Linked DNA regions of Mus musculus: region 2 is linked to region 1. The links are chromatin contacts, called in public HiChIP or PLAC-seq maps. All regions are on one chromosome and are shown on one strand. The core of a region is the stretch at or near the end of the contact, and the rest is flanking DNA. Distances in the headings are between cores, read along the strand shown. Region 1 overlaps Mir100hg (Mir100 Mirlet7a-2 Mir125b-1 cluster host gene). Region 2 overlaps Gm46143 (a long non-coding RNA gene).

What was found. HiChIP or PLAC-seq counts read pairs in DNA pulled down with a chosen protein or histone mark.
Region 2: a contact with region 1 is called in an H3K4me3 HiChIP or PLAC-seq map of neural progenitor cells, with 42 read pairs. The contact joins two enhancer-like sites. A contact is called at or near these places in 5 of 39 promoter capture datasets (3T3-L1-derived adipocytes, cranial neural crest, frontonasal cranial neural crest and 2 more), 1 of 484 Hi-C or Micro-C datasets (cerebral cortex) and 14 of 115 datasets of contacts at active chromatin or transcription factors (the NIH/3T3 cell line, VIP interneurons, cardiomyocytes and 11 more).

What each region holds. Positions count from the first base shown.
Region 1 is chr9:41,586,068-41,592,049 of GRCm38.p6, reverse strand. It overlaps Mir100hg (Mir100 Mirlet7a-2 Mir125b-1 cluster host gene), which reads right to left. Exons shown (of 5, transcript NR_131928.1): 5 at 2,031-2,076. Among named protein-coding and RNA genes, the nearest start is that of Mir125b-1, 7.1 kb to the right of the region's middle. Within about 2 kb of position 2,834, at least 69 of the 459 cell types and tissues checked have an H3K27ac peak or open chromatin away from gene starts, as enhancers often do. A contact at or near this core is called in the NIH/3T3 cell line, neural progenitor cells and pancreatic cancer cells, where this site is marked.
Region 2 is chr9:41,760,703-41,767,075 of GRCm38.p6, reverse strand. Gm46143 (a long non-coding RNA gene) reads right to left here. Exons shown (of 2, transcript XR_001779341.1): 2 at 1,931-2,846. Among named protein-coding and RNA genes, the nearest start is that of Gm46143, 3.6 kb to the right of the region's middle. Within about 2 kb of position 1,330, at least 95 of the 459 cell types and tissues checked have an H3K27ac peak or open chromatin away from gene starts, as enhancers often do. A contact at or near this core is called in the NIH/3T3 cell line, neural progenitor cells and pancreatic cancer cells, where this site is marked.

The DNA of each region.
Region 1 (5,982 bases), core at 1,585-4,084:
ATTTTATGAGATCCAATCTATGCAACATTGGTGCCTTTAGTCAAATACAAGTTCATGTTTCTTTAGGACAGGGTGGAATAATTTAAAAGCCATTGAAAGAGGACTTAGTTTCTGGTCTTTGTTGGGACATTTCCAATTAAGTGGGCGGTTTTGTTTATTTTGTTGTTTGGTTGGTTGGTTTGATTTGAGTTTTTGTGGGGAGGGGTGTCTTTTTGTTGTTTGTTTGTAAAGTCACTCTGATTACAGGTTGTAGATTTACATCTTCTGTCACAAAGTACTATAACAGGTAACTTAAGGCCCTTCCCTTACTGCTCTTAAAACTTTGAGATTTCATGCAGAACTAAATCAAAAGTCTCAGACCAAAATGAAGAAGAAACATACAAACTGCTGGCAAGCAGTGTATTTCACTAAATTCTCAATTTTCTTCCATGAAAATACGTTTTATCATTCTGGTATAATTCAGCATGGAAGTAGGAAATACTGTGGCTGTAAGTCAGCAGAAAAGCCATGTCTTTCTGTAGACAGGCATTAAGGGCTATGGTAAAGGTGACAACTGTGTTGGGACTCATCACAAAAGTCAGACTAGGGACTGAGTTTCATGACCACAACCTTGAATGTGCATAGCTGCACGTAGCACCTTGGCCAGGCGCTCAACCTCACCAAAATCAGTTCCTTCACCTGTGAAAGGTGGATAATGTGTCGTTTTCATAGCAACCATGAGATTTAATATGCAAAACATTTTCTGTATGGAATAAACTTGGTAACAAGCAATCACGAACAGAAGAATCATGACTTCTATTCAGGAATCACCAACCAATCTTTGTAGTGACACAGAACTGGAACTTTAGTTCTAGTTTGGTTTAGGTGACATTCGGGGTGGGGGAGGGGAGATACCTGTGTGCAGCATCTCTACTAGACACACAGACAGCGGTTCCAAGTGTCAGGCAAAATCAAGACGAGATATGTGTAGTCTCCAAGACTCACCATGTGGATCTCCTCTGCCCGTCTGCTGCTTACCCTTATGCTTGCATTAAGGACTCTATTTTCTCCTATCTTCCCATTTATCTAGTTTTGTTTTTACATCCTTTAAAGGTTGATTTCCCATTCTCTCTTTAAGGGAGCATCCTTCCTTAAGCAAACCCACTTGGCTCCCTCCAAGGACGTTGTCTTTTGTGTCGTTGCTGTTCTTATTGTCTCCTGACTCAGTTTATCACTACACTTCAGGAAGCTTCTGCACCTTTGTCTGGCTTGACGTTGACCCCTGGCAGCAGCCATAGTATGTCACAGAGTCAAGCTCCCTGCTCAGAGTCTGGGAGCATGGTGTGGTGTTTCTGTGTGGTGGTGTGAGCATCTCTGTGGATCGCCTGTGACTGCTTTGCTGTCTTTTCCAACTGCTTTTTATTTTCTAGATCACTCTCAAGAACGAACACTGTGTTTTGATAAAAATAACTCTCTCCCCCCCCCAAAAAAAATCCAGTCTCTTCATACATTAACACATTTGGGCAAAGCTTTTTACACTCGTACAGTAACAAGCATATTCATACCAGGATCCAAATGGAAGGAGCATCAATCTGAACGAGACAGGGATACACACAAGGAAGGGCATGGTTTTGACTCATGAGTGTTCTGGGCTTCTCTGCTTCTTGCAAAGATTACTACTGGCTGCAACTGCACCATGTGGGTGGCTGCTGGGCAGGAGGGGCCTCTTCAGCTGGTCACTGGCTTTGTTTCAACTTCACAGTTGGCATGAGCGTCCGTCAGTCTGAAGCCTCTGCAGTCTTTTTCCTTTCACTGGGGAGACATTACTGAGAAAGGGGGCTATAGGACCAGCTGAAAGGAACATCAGAACAACTAGAAAGATAATAGAACATGTCACAGACAGTTATCACATTGACTGTTTAATGGAAGTGATTTGGGACACTGGAGAGACAATGCTCTTTCTAACTACAGCAGAAATGCTACCTCACTTTAACAACAAAAAGTGGCTTTCTTCCATTGTTCGCCTTGCTCAAGAATCAATGCAGCAGCAGTCTTGTGTCAGTGTGTACAAAGAAGAAAGCTTCAGGTCTACCCTCCCTGAAACAGAACACACAGGCACAGAGCAAAAGATCACAGGACACAGAGCACAGTCAAATGAGTCCTAGGAATGAAGGCAAACTAAGTTGGTTGTAGGTGCCTAACTGCTGCAATACAGGAGTGAATGGAGGCACTGGAATTAGTGGGTGTTCATTGCTTAGCCCCTTGAATATGTCTTGGTATTTTCAGTGCCGGCCATAGAGCTTGGCACATGGTACTGAAATAGAAAGTGTGAGGGAGAAAGGGAAGGAGGGAGAGAGAAAGGGAAGGGAGGGAGTAGTGATAAAGAGAAAGGAAAAAGAAAAGGGAAAGAAGGAGAGGGTATGAGGGAAAAGAAGGAGAGTGTAGGAGAAAGGGGAAAAGGGAGACAGTAATGAAGGAAGGCAGGAGTTACTGGAATATTGGGGCACCCAGGAAGGAAATTAGTCAGCTGTAAACATGTCAAAGATTTGGAGACTGGGGAATCCAGTTTGGCTTAATAAAAGAAGGGGTTTTACATTCTGAGTGGTTTGAGAAAAGGAGATGGGGTCATTTCCAGATGGCCTTGAACATGTCAGTGTCTCGTTTGGGAAGTGCACTGTGGTCAAGTGACCATTGTAGGCTCCTGAAAAGAACATGACCACAATTCAAATAAACCAAGGGGAACAAGAAACACAGAACTTATAGGCAGCAATCCAATGGAGTAAATAAACCACACCACAAGAAATCACAGGATAGCAGAAGGGCTGGGGAGAGGGTGTGGTCTAAAACAGAAAGGCAGTGTCTGGATATCTTCCAAGTTAATGTTGAAGGATGTGGCTTTATAACTGGGATCAAGAATTCACTTCTCCCTTTGGGAAGCTTTAGTTTTCTTTTCTTTTGCCCCTAGGCTGCTTTTTTTTCTGTCACCATCCCTCCCTGAAAAATAAACTCCAATCTTAGGTGCTTTCTCAACAAGATAAAGCAGATTAGTAACAAATGACCCTGGAGGTGGAATCAGATGTAACTTTGAAGGGCAACTGATGGTACCAATGGACAAATAAGTTCACAGGTTTTGGCCTTGCTCCTATTGCCCCCTATACTATGACATAGCTTCAGTAATTCTGAGAGGGGGTAAGCACTGAGACCCTACCTAGCCTGACCCACTTACTCACTTCACAGATAAGGATATTTGAGAAGAGAGCTATTAACGCTTCTCTCTTACTCTGCAGAAGTAGTTATGAATGAGATGGATTTGCAAGTGGTTTTTTAGTTAACTAAAGCCTTTGACATCGACTTCTCCTTTATACTCACACAATGGAAACGCATCAATGAGCTAGGCACGCTGAACGGGATACACCACGGCACATACTGTATTAAATACTTGGAGTATTTGAGGATGCTGACTCTCTAGAGGAGACATCTAACTGGTAGAATGACTTAGGGTAAATGCTATGCCCAGGCAATGCATTTTGTAAACAGTGATATTGGGGATGTTAAGCTTTGGCATGCATGTACGACTCATTCGTGAATAAATTAGCATGGTATTGCATTAAGAAAAGACAGTGCCTATAATACTGCTATGATTCATAAAGGTAGTGACTAATGGAAAGCCCAAGAATATGTGAGAAGATTGAAAAAAAAAAAAAAAAAGAAACAAGCTATATATGGCTTTGATGTTTTATATAGCCAACCCATGCAAAACAGGCTTTTATATGCTATGTATATTATAAACACTATTAAAAGGAATTTTAAGGAATGAATATGAAGTGGACAGTAGGAGAAAGGTCAGATTCCACATGTTTGTCGAGAGTTAAAAATTTTACAGCTTTGTTCTTTGGGTTCTATACCTACCTAATTGCAAGAGCAGTGGAGTAGCATCATCTATTCAATGCAAAGTTCTCTTGAGATCCTTTTTGTAATTTGAATGAAGAAGCAAAAACTTAGGGCCTCACATAGTCTTACTCTGTAACAATTCTCTAAGCTTGTCTCGACAAGCTCACCACCTACTGCATACATGGCAAATGGCAAGTAGCAGGCTGACCAGCCAACTCACTGTGATCTGCCTGGGCTTTTTCTTAATAGGTAGATCTTGGGGGGGGGGGGCAGCTCGCTGGAGGGGGCTCCCCAGTGGAGCCATCAGTAGATCTCTGGAATCGTGTTGAGGCCCCAAAAGGGAACTGAAGTTAGTGGATAAGAGTCTCAGTTACTCATCTCGTGACATGCAAAATGGAGGGGAAAAACAGAAAATTGTTTATTATTGTTAATGGTTTGATTGCTTTTATTAGATTAAAAATCATCATCTCTGGCAAATGCCATGTCTCTGATTCCAACAAAGGAAATGGATTCCTTATGTGTAATATGTACTTTTCTGTTGTTCTCTGTGCTTCCGAGTTATCCACAGCCAGGATGAAGACCAAACTCACAAAGAACTGCAAATATTTTGCAAAGAATTCAAATTTTCTCCAGTGAGGAGCCTTTGAAAGATCAAGAGTTTGCAACATCTAGGTTTTCCACTTTCATTCTCATGGAAGCACACATGAAGCAAAGTCCTTTTATTCTTGTATTAATTAACAAGGAATTAAAAAAAAAACCCTAAGCTGACTTACAAAGCACTCTCCTCCCAAGCAATTCCAAGCATGAGACATGCCCGAGGATGGGGGGTGATGGGGACACACTCAAGTAGGCTACAGATAAAGCAAAGCACAGCTATATGCACATTAGTATAATTACAGATTGCAAATTATGCCGGATGTATCTAATATCTAATTTTTTGAAAGCTGACTCCACTTGAGACTTCAATAACAGCGTCAACATTTTGCAGGTGGCTTCTCTGTACAGTATCCAATGGGAATTATTCTTCCAATGCTTATAGCCCTCAAGTTAAACCTGGAGCTCCCCCTTAAAGGACCAATGGACACTGAAAACTGAGAATAGCACCTAGACAAAGGAAATGGAGTAGGGGGAGACCCTGGAAGACACTGAGTACAGTTGCTTATTTCTGTGACGATGATACTTACTTGGTTCAAGCAATAAGGAACTTGAACATCCGTCATTAGAAAATGTAGGAGAGGCTACATGCATGTTGAGGAAGCCAACTGAAAGGTTAAGGGTTGGGCATTTCTTAGATCTATGGATAAAAGGGGAAATGAGCATCAAGGTGGCACGCTCTACCTTTGACTCCAAACATTAAGCCTTATGTTAAATCCAACTCATCTAAGACATACAGTTTGTTCGTCTAAAAAAGATCCGCATTCGGCTTTGAGAAACTGGCTTTTGTCCTCGAGCCCTGCATGAATCAATCACCAACCAACTAAAATATATTTGAGATCTCAGAGAAGGAAGAGTACTCTCCAAGTTGATTGGATCCATCTTCTTGATTCCTCCTTAAAGATCTTTCTGCTAATGAGTCAGGGTTGCTGTGGCATTATTTAATTATCCGCACTTCTGTACGATGAAATATGTTGTCGTAGCGCACACTTCACAGTGCAGTGACTGCTCACATGTAATGCTGCCTCCACAGTTAGTACATTCCTTTGTTCTGCTCATAAGTGGTTTCAGAAAAAAGGGGTGGGCCCGGAAGGAGGAGCCTTTGGGGTTTGTAAAATAAAAATCATACATTCCTGGTGCATGTGCAGAATTCGATGCATTTACATGAATTCTGCTTTTGAAATTAAGTTGTGGCTCCACTTGGAATAAGCCAAGGCACATGTCGGGTGACTTCAAATGCAGCCATGAGGCTCTGAGTGGACCTTGAACATCTCTCTAGTGAATACTCACTGTAATGTAATGGGGGACAGAATGACTTGATTTTTTTTTTTAAAATCAGCAAGGAATGTCTTTAACAAGGAAGAAGTAAATTATGATAATTACTCTGAATGGTCGGATCCTTGAGCATTACTAATTAGCATTTATTGCCTGGATTATGGAACAATACAAGTGAAACCA
Region 2 (6,373 bases), core at 81-2,580, 180 kb before region 1:
CAGGAGAAGGAAGTATTCAGGACCTTCCTTGGCAACATAGCAACTTTGAGCCAGCCTGGGCTACCTGAAATGTTTTTTGCTTTTTTTTTTTCTTTCTCCACACACAATAGATATAACACCTATTAAACTTGCTAGGTGAGGCACTATAGAGACATTCCCAGCCACCTTTCAAACCCCCTCACAGAGCATGTCACTCTCAGGAAGTGTTAAGTCACGTGTGCTGATTTCTGAGCCTGGGAGAATGGTGTCCTGGGAGACTAGTACTTCATGTCCCAGCAAAGCAGCCTCAGCACAGCCTGGTGTTCTGGCCTGAGTTCCTGCTGGGTGGTGAGAGCCAATCAGCAAAAGCCTCGAGCTGTTCCTCCCCTGAACAATGGAAACGTGGAATGGTGTGACTGGCCAGGTGCCAGGCAGCTGTTCTGTGAGTCCTTGGAGGATAGCAATGGTCTCACATTGCAGAGAGGGATTTAGTTAAACCTGAAGAAGTATTTCCTGAGTATAGGCACCACGAGAGGTTGGAATGTAAGGTTAAGAAAGGCTTGAATGCCTTTCTTTGGGAATAGTGAAAAAAGAAGAAGGGGGAAAAGCTCCCCCAATCCATCTATGTGAGTGCTGTGCTGCCAAGAGGCAGAAAGATGGATTTGTTCCTTTGAGAGCAAGGAGTTGTCAGTATTGAGAAACAGGGTCTGCTTCTTCTCTCCCCTCACCTTTCATAATAGAGAACTCTTCAGTGCTCCCACAGAGCACCACAAGCCTCACCTGCTCTGATAACTGACCACACCATGCTTCTCCCCTCCCTCCCCAAACATCTGCTTCAGCTCTTTATCAGCATCACTTAACTGTACTGAGTGTGTAGCCTCCAGTGTGTTCAGGAAATGGGGTTCCCTGAAGCAAGAGACCAACCTCAATTAAAGCTTCAGGTGTCCAAACAGACCGTGGAATACACCACGAAATGTCACCTGAACTGCCTTCCCTCTGTGAGCAAGCAGCACTTACTGTGGGTTTTTCTTTGTGACTACATTCCCCAGAATTCTGTCTGCTCCTCCACAGCAAATGCATCCTTATTGGCTTTGTGAGTTAAGGATATGCAAAACCTTGTACTTCATTGTCTTACTCCTGCCAACAGAATACGTGCAGGTAAAAGTCACTGGTAAATCCCCCAGATGAAAGATAAATGAAGCTTTTGAGAGGTACAGTATTGGCGAGGCCTGGATCCACAAAATCGTTAACCTTTAGAATTGTGGAAGTCGTCAACCCAATGGTAAAGGGTGTGGCTTTCTACAAACATTGTGGTGAGCACCTTGGCGGAATTTCCAGCCCCACACAATCTCTCACAAATGACCTCACTCATCCAAGTGTTTTCAATCCTCTTAGCATCCTACAGACACACTTGGTCCTGGCCTGCTAAGAACAAAGTGCCGATGCCTCGGTTCAAGCTCAAACACTGTGTTTTCGAGGCTTGATCTTTATCTACTTCAAGGTCAAGACTATTTAACTGTGGGTTTATTTCATGGAACTGTACCATTTGCTGATTTCTTCCCAAGAGATCTTTGGAGTATTTCCTGGGCCTTTGGATCTATGAACAGCATGCTCGAACTAGAGGCCAAGAATCTGGTTTTTGTTTTTGTTTTTGTTTTTTGTTTTGTTTGTTTGTTTGTTTACAGCAAATGAAACTAAAAGTGCTTTAGATTTTAGATTCAAAAAACAGTTGGAGATATACCCATATATATATATGTGTGTGTGTGTGTGGTTGTGTGTATGGTATGTGTGTGTTTGTGTGTGTATGTGTGTCTGTCTCTGTGTGTGTGTGTTTAGATATAGATATATTTGGGACAGCAACCATGTCTAGACATGCAGTCATTTGCGTGTAATTTGTGTGTGAGGCCTGTTGTTGATGTTGCTGTAATAAAACACCACGACCAAAAGGGACTTATGAAAGATAGAGTTTATTTTGACTACAGTTTCAGAGGGGGAGTCCATAATGGTGGGGGAGGCATGGAAGCTGACAACGGGAGCAGCAAGTCCAGAGATCACTCCTGCAAAGACCAAACCCAAAGTAGAGAATGAAGCAGAACTTGGGCAAAGCTATAAAACTCTTAAAGCACCCCATCTCCTCCAGTGATCTTCCTCAAGTCAGTGCCACCTCCAAAGGTTCTATAACCTCCCCAAGCAGTGCCACCAACTGGGCAGTAAATGCTCGAATTCTTGAGCCTGCGGAGATCATTTCCTGGGCAAATGACCACAAGCTCTATGTGACTTTTAAATTAGCATCTTCAGAACCTCCACCATGACCTGCCATCCCCACTCCTTCCAAGGGAAGGGGTGGGAAGAGAGGTTGAACTCCCAATACTTTAAGATTTGGGAGACCTCTTGCCTTTTCTCTTCATCAAGGAGCCAAGTGTTGGTTTGACCACTGTCTCTATCTGCTGGTTCTTTTCCCACTAGGCTCTGTTATCAACAGCTCATCCAAAGCAAAATTGCCACCAATTGGAGTGGGAACATTCCATCTGTGTTCAAATCATCTCCTCTCCCCGGGTGCCGTGCTCTGTGCATGGAACATGCAGGATATCTAAGAAATGACAGATTCTGTTGTCACAGTCCCAGAACCACAGGAGCAGGAGATCAGTAGAAAGTCACAACCAACCCCTGTTGTTCACTGGAAAAAACTACAAAAGCCTCACATGAGGGAGACATCAAATAAAGTAACTTAATTATTAATTAGCTAATTTGTTCAAAAAATATTAATGTTCTTACCATGTAGACAGCTCCGTGGCACCCCTTGAGCCACAGTAGGAGAATCTGTCCTCAAGGCCCGTACAGAGGCATTGCACACATCTCCTGGAAAGCTGAAATGCAAAATCCCCAAGCCTAACTCTGTGCACATAGTGACTGCCTTGGGAATTTAAAAGGGGGAAAGGTCCCTGGAAATGGGGGTGGCCATGAAGAGTTTCACAGAGTGCCGAGAATAGAAAGGATCCAACTTGGAGAGGAGGGGACACTCCTGAGCTAGGAGGGAAGCAGGCACAGTTGGAAAACACAAGGTTGTGGGCAGCTCTAATCAGCCCAGAGGTGGTACAGGGCTGGGGTGAGAGCGTCACACAGAGGGTTCAGATATCCTCACACAGGCAAGAGCTTCCTAGTAGAAACTCTGCAGGGGAAACAGATTTCAAGCATTTCCCATTCCCCCTTTCTTTCTTTCACTCTCACCCCCATTTTCTTTCATTTCACTTATTTATTTTAAAGTTCTGATGAGTTATGGTTAAGCTTCACATGATTAGAAACATTATGTACATTCCATTCGGGCATGAGCTGCAGGGTATATGTGAAACCCATTTTCTTTGATCCCATTTCATGTCCTCTGGAATTAGTAATTGTGCTAGTTCCTTGTTCATTTTTAACATGCATCCTATTAATTTACCTCCAGACTGCCTGAAGTGCAGAATATTCTCTGAGCTTTTGACCCAACACAGCAGGCTCTGTGTTGGAGATGTCCTTGAAGAATTGCCATAATTTCTGATGTCTACTCTGCTCTTGATACCTTCTAGATCTGCTGCAGAGAGCTTGGCACAGGGAACTTCTTTTTCACCTCCTCTAGGTTGATTTTTTTTTTAAATTTTGTTTTATAGTTCTTTGAGGCTGATGCACGGACCCCTCTTAAGAGTAAATATAAAGAAGCTATCCTTTAGTCTTCTCAGTCAGGATGGTGAAGAGAGTTTCCTGAGGACCCCGACCTGCCACTGTCACGAGCTGCTCATCTCTGTGCTCAGTGGTGTCATCCTGGTTGACCTCTAGAACACTCAGGTTCTCTGGGATGTTCAAATCTTCCCTTTGAGTGTGTTCACTAATTTGGATGGCTACTTCCAGATACTCTGTCTAGAGACTCTCGTCTTTCTGTTCAAGAATTTTTTTCTTGGACTCTCTTTTTTTCTCATTTCTGTCTTGTGCATTCTCTCTTTCTGAAATTCCTTGGTATCCTAATGTTAGGGGCCACAGAACCTTTGGTTATCTGTTCTAAACCCCTATCCTCAGTTTTATACTCTCAGCTTCACTTCTGAGCTTCATTCTGTCTTCTCTGTTGTCCTTTTAACTCTTTCTTTAGCTCTTACTGGTGGCCTCTTGTTATTGTCTTCCTCCTTTTTCCAAGGCTCCTTCTACTGCTCCCTTATATATCTATCTCCCAATGTAAAGTCGTCTTGGACAATCTCCTCTTAGCCAAATAACCTAGTGGTCACCTCTTCAGACCTGTCCTCTGGTGAGTTTCCTTGCAGGCTAAAGAAAAAAAAAATCTCTAAATCTATTATTCAAGAGCTAATCATCTGAATTCTTCCTCCTCAGAGAGAACTCACCAAGCTCTTGAGTGGTATAGGCTGGGGCAGTACAGGGCACAACTTATCTTGGAACACTGCATGAGCCTAATAGAAAAAGAAATAATGAGATGCCCATTGTCCCGTGTGTGACTTTCTTTTTATCGAATTCCCTCTGTTTTCAATAACACCCCCACTATTATCTGTCCTTGTCATTGTTCCACATGTAGAGTTTCCTGCTTCAACTTCTCATTCAGAGAAGATGGGGGTGACATAGCTTTTCCTTCTCATTCAAGCTTTTACCGTCTTTCAGCTTTTCTGTGCTCTTTCCAGTTCTTAAACCTCAAGGCTACAACTCTGTGACTCTGTGACTTAGAAAGTATTCTAATTCAATTACCAACTCAACTTCCATTATCTCTCAGCTTCTGAATGTTTTAGGCATTTTTCTTCTCGATCTCACTTTTAGGTTTTTTTGGTTTGTTTTTGTCATTGCTGTTTGTTCGTTTTCCTGTTTGCTTTGGGTTTTGTGCTTGTGCAGCCCAGGCTACATAGCCAAGGATGATCTTCGACTTCTGATCCTCCTGTGTCTACTTCTCAAGTGCTGGGATTAGAGGTGTGTATGACCACACCCAGTTCCTTCAATACTGAGGACTGAACCGAGAGATTCATGCATGCTAGGCAAGCACTCTACCGATGAAGCTGTATCTCCAGCCATGGTATGTTGAGAATTTGTGTGCTGTCCCTTTTTTCCACTCTATTGGTGAAAATGCAGGAGATTCTAATCCATTATATTGGACAAGAACTCTGTATTTTTATAAACAAGAGCTGCCATGTGAAATATAATAGTCCATACAATGTAATACAACACAATACAACACAATGCAATACAATACAATACAATACAATACAATACAATACAATGCAATGCAATGCAATGCAATGCAACGCAACGCAACGCAACGCAACGCAACGCAACACAACACAATACAATACAACAACACTTAACCCTGTTTCAGCATCTTCTGATGCACTTCTTTTCGTCTGCAGTAAAGGGAGAGATCTCTGTGAGTATGCAGACTTGTGTTATAGTCTAGGAACTTCACAATATCACACACTGAGCCAGTGCCCTCTTTTTGCTGTAAGCAATTAGGGACTAGTGAAGATTTTGAAAAGGAGGCATGGGAAGAGCAGGGGGTTTCAGAAAATGGATCTTTAAAAAATGGTGTAAGTGATAAATTGGACATAGGATGGGCTGCAGGAAAAGGAGACAAGAATAGAAGCTGCTTCTATGGCTGGGCATAAGATAATACAGTCTATAGAGGGAAATGAGGGTCATTCGTTCATTCAACCATTTATATTTATAGAGAGACCATTAAGCACCAGGCACTTTGCCAGACACTGGATTTGTAACTGTGGCAGGTTGTATTTTCTAAGCACGATCTCATGAATACACTCCATTCCCACATGCTCTTCTTGCACTGGGTGCTAAGCCTCTCCTGTGAAGTTGAGAGAGGGGTCATGTTCCCTCCCCATCAACTCTGGGGCCATCTATAACGATGACACACTGTGTGTGCCTGGGCTTAGGAGTAAAAGACAATACAGTTCTTACCCTGTTTCAGCATCTCCTGCTATTATTGCATTTGGAGCCTAAAGTGGCCATATAAGACATGATCTATACTGAAACTACAAAGAGGGAGTGACTGTGATGAGCAGCAACCTAAAGGAGAGATGCCCCAAAGGGTCTCAGTTGTTTGACTTATCTTAGCTTTGCAACACACACATGAGTGATCAGGTCTTGGGTGCTAATCCCAGACTCCTGGCTGTGGTCTGATAGTAGTAGTAGTAGGTGAAAGGTAGTGAGACTCAGGTAAGCTTTGCAGTCTATCTAGAGATATAACAGTAATAGTAAGTACTGTTTTAAGACACCGAGATTTCGCCTAGCTTTTTAGGCACAAGGAAGACTAAACAAGTGAACGAGGTTTGAAATGGTGATTCTCATGTTATCTGTGCTGAGGCTGTAGTTGAAATCCTAACAGCACACTGACGGAGGAGAGGCAGAGGGATCAATT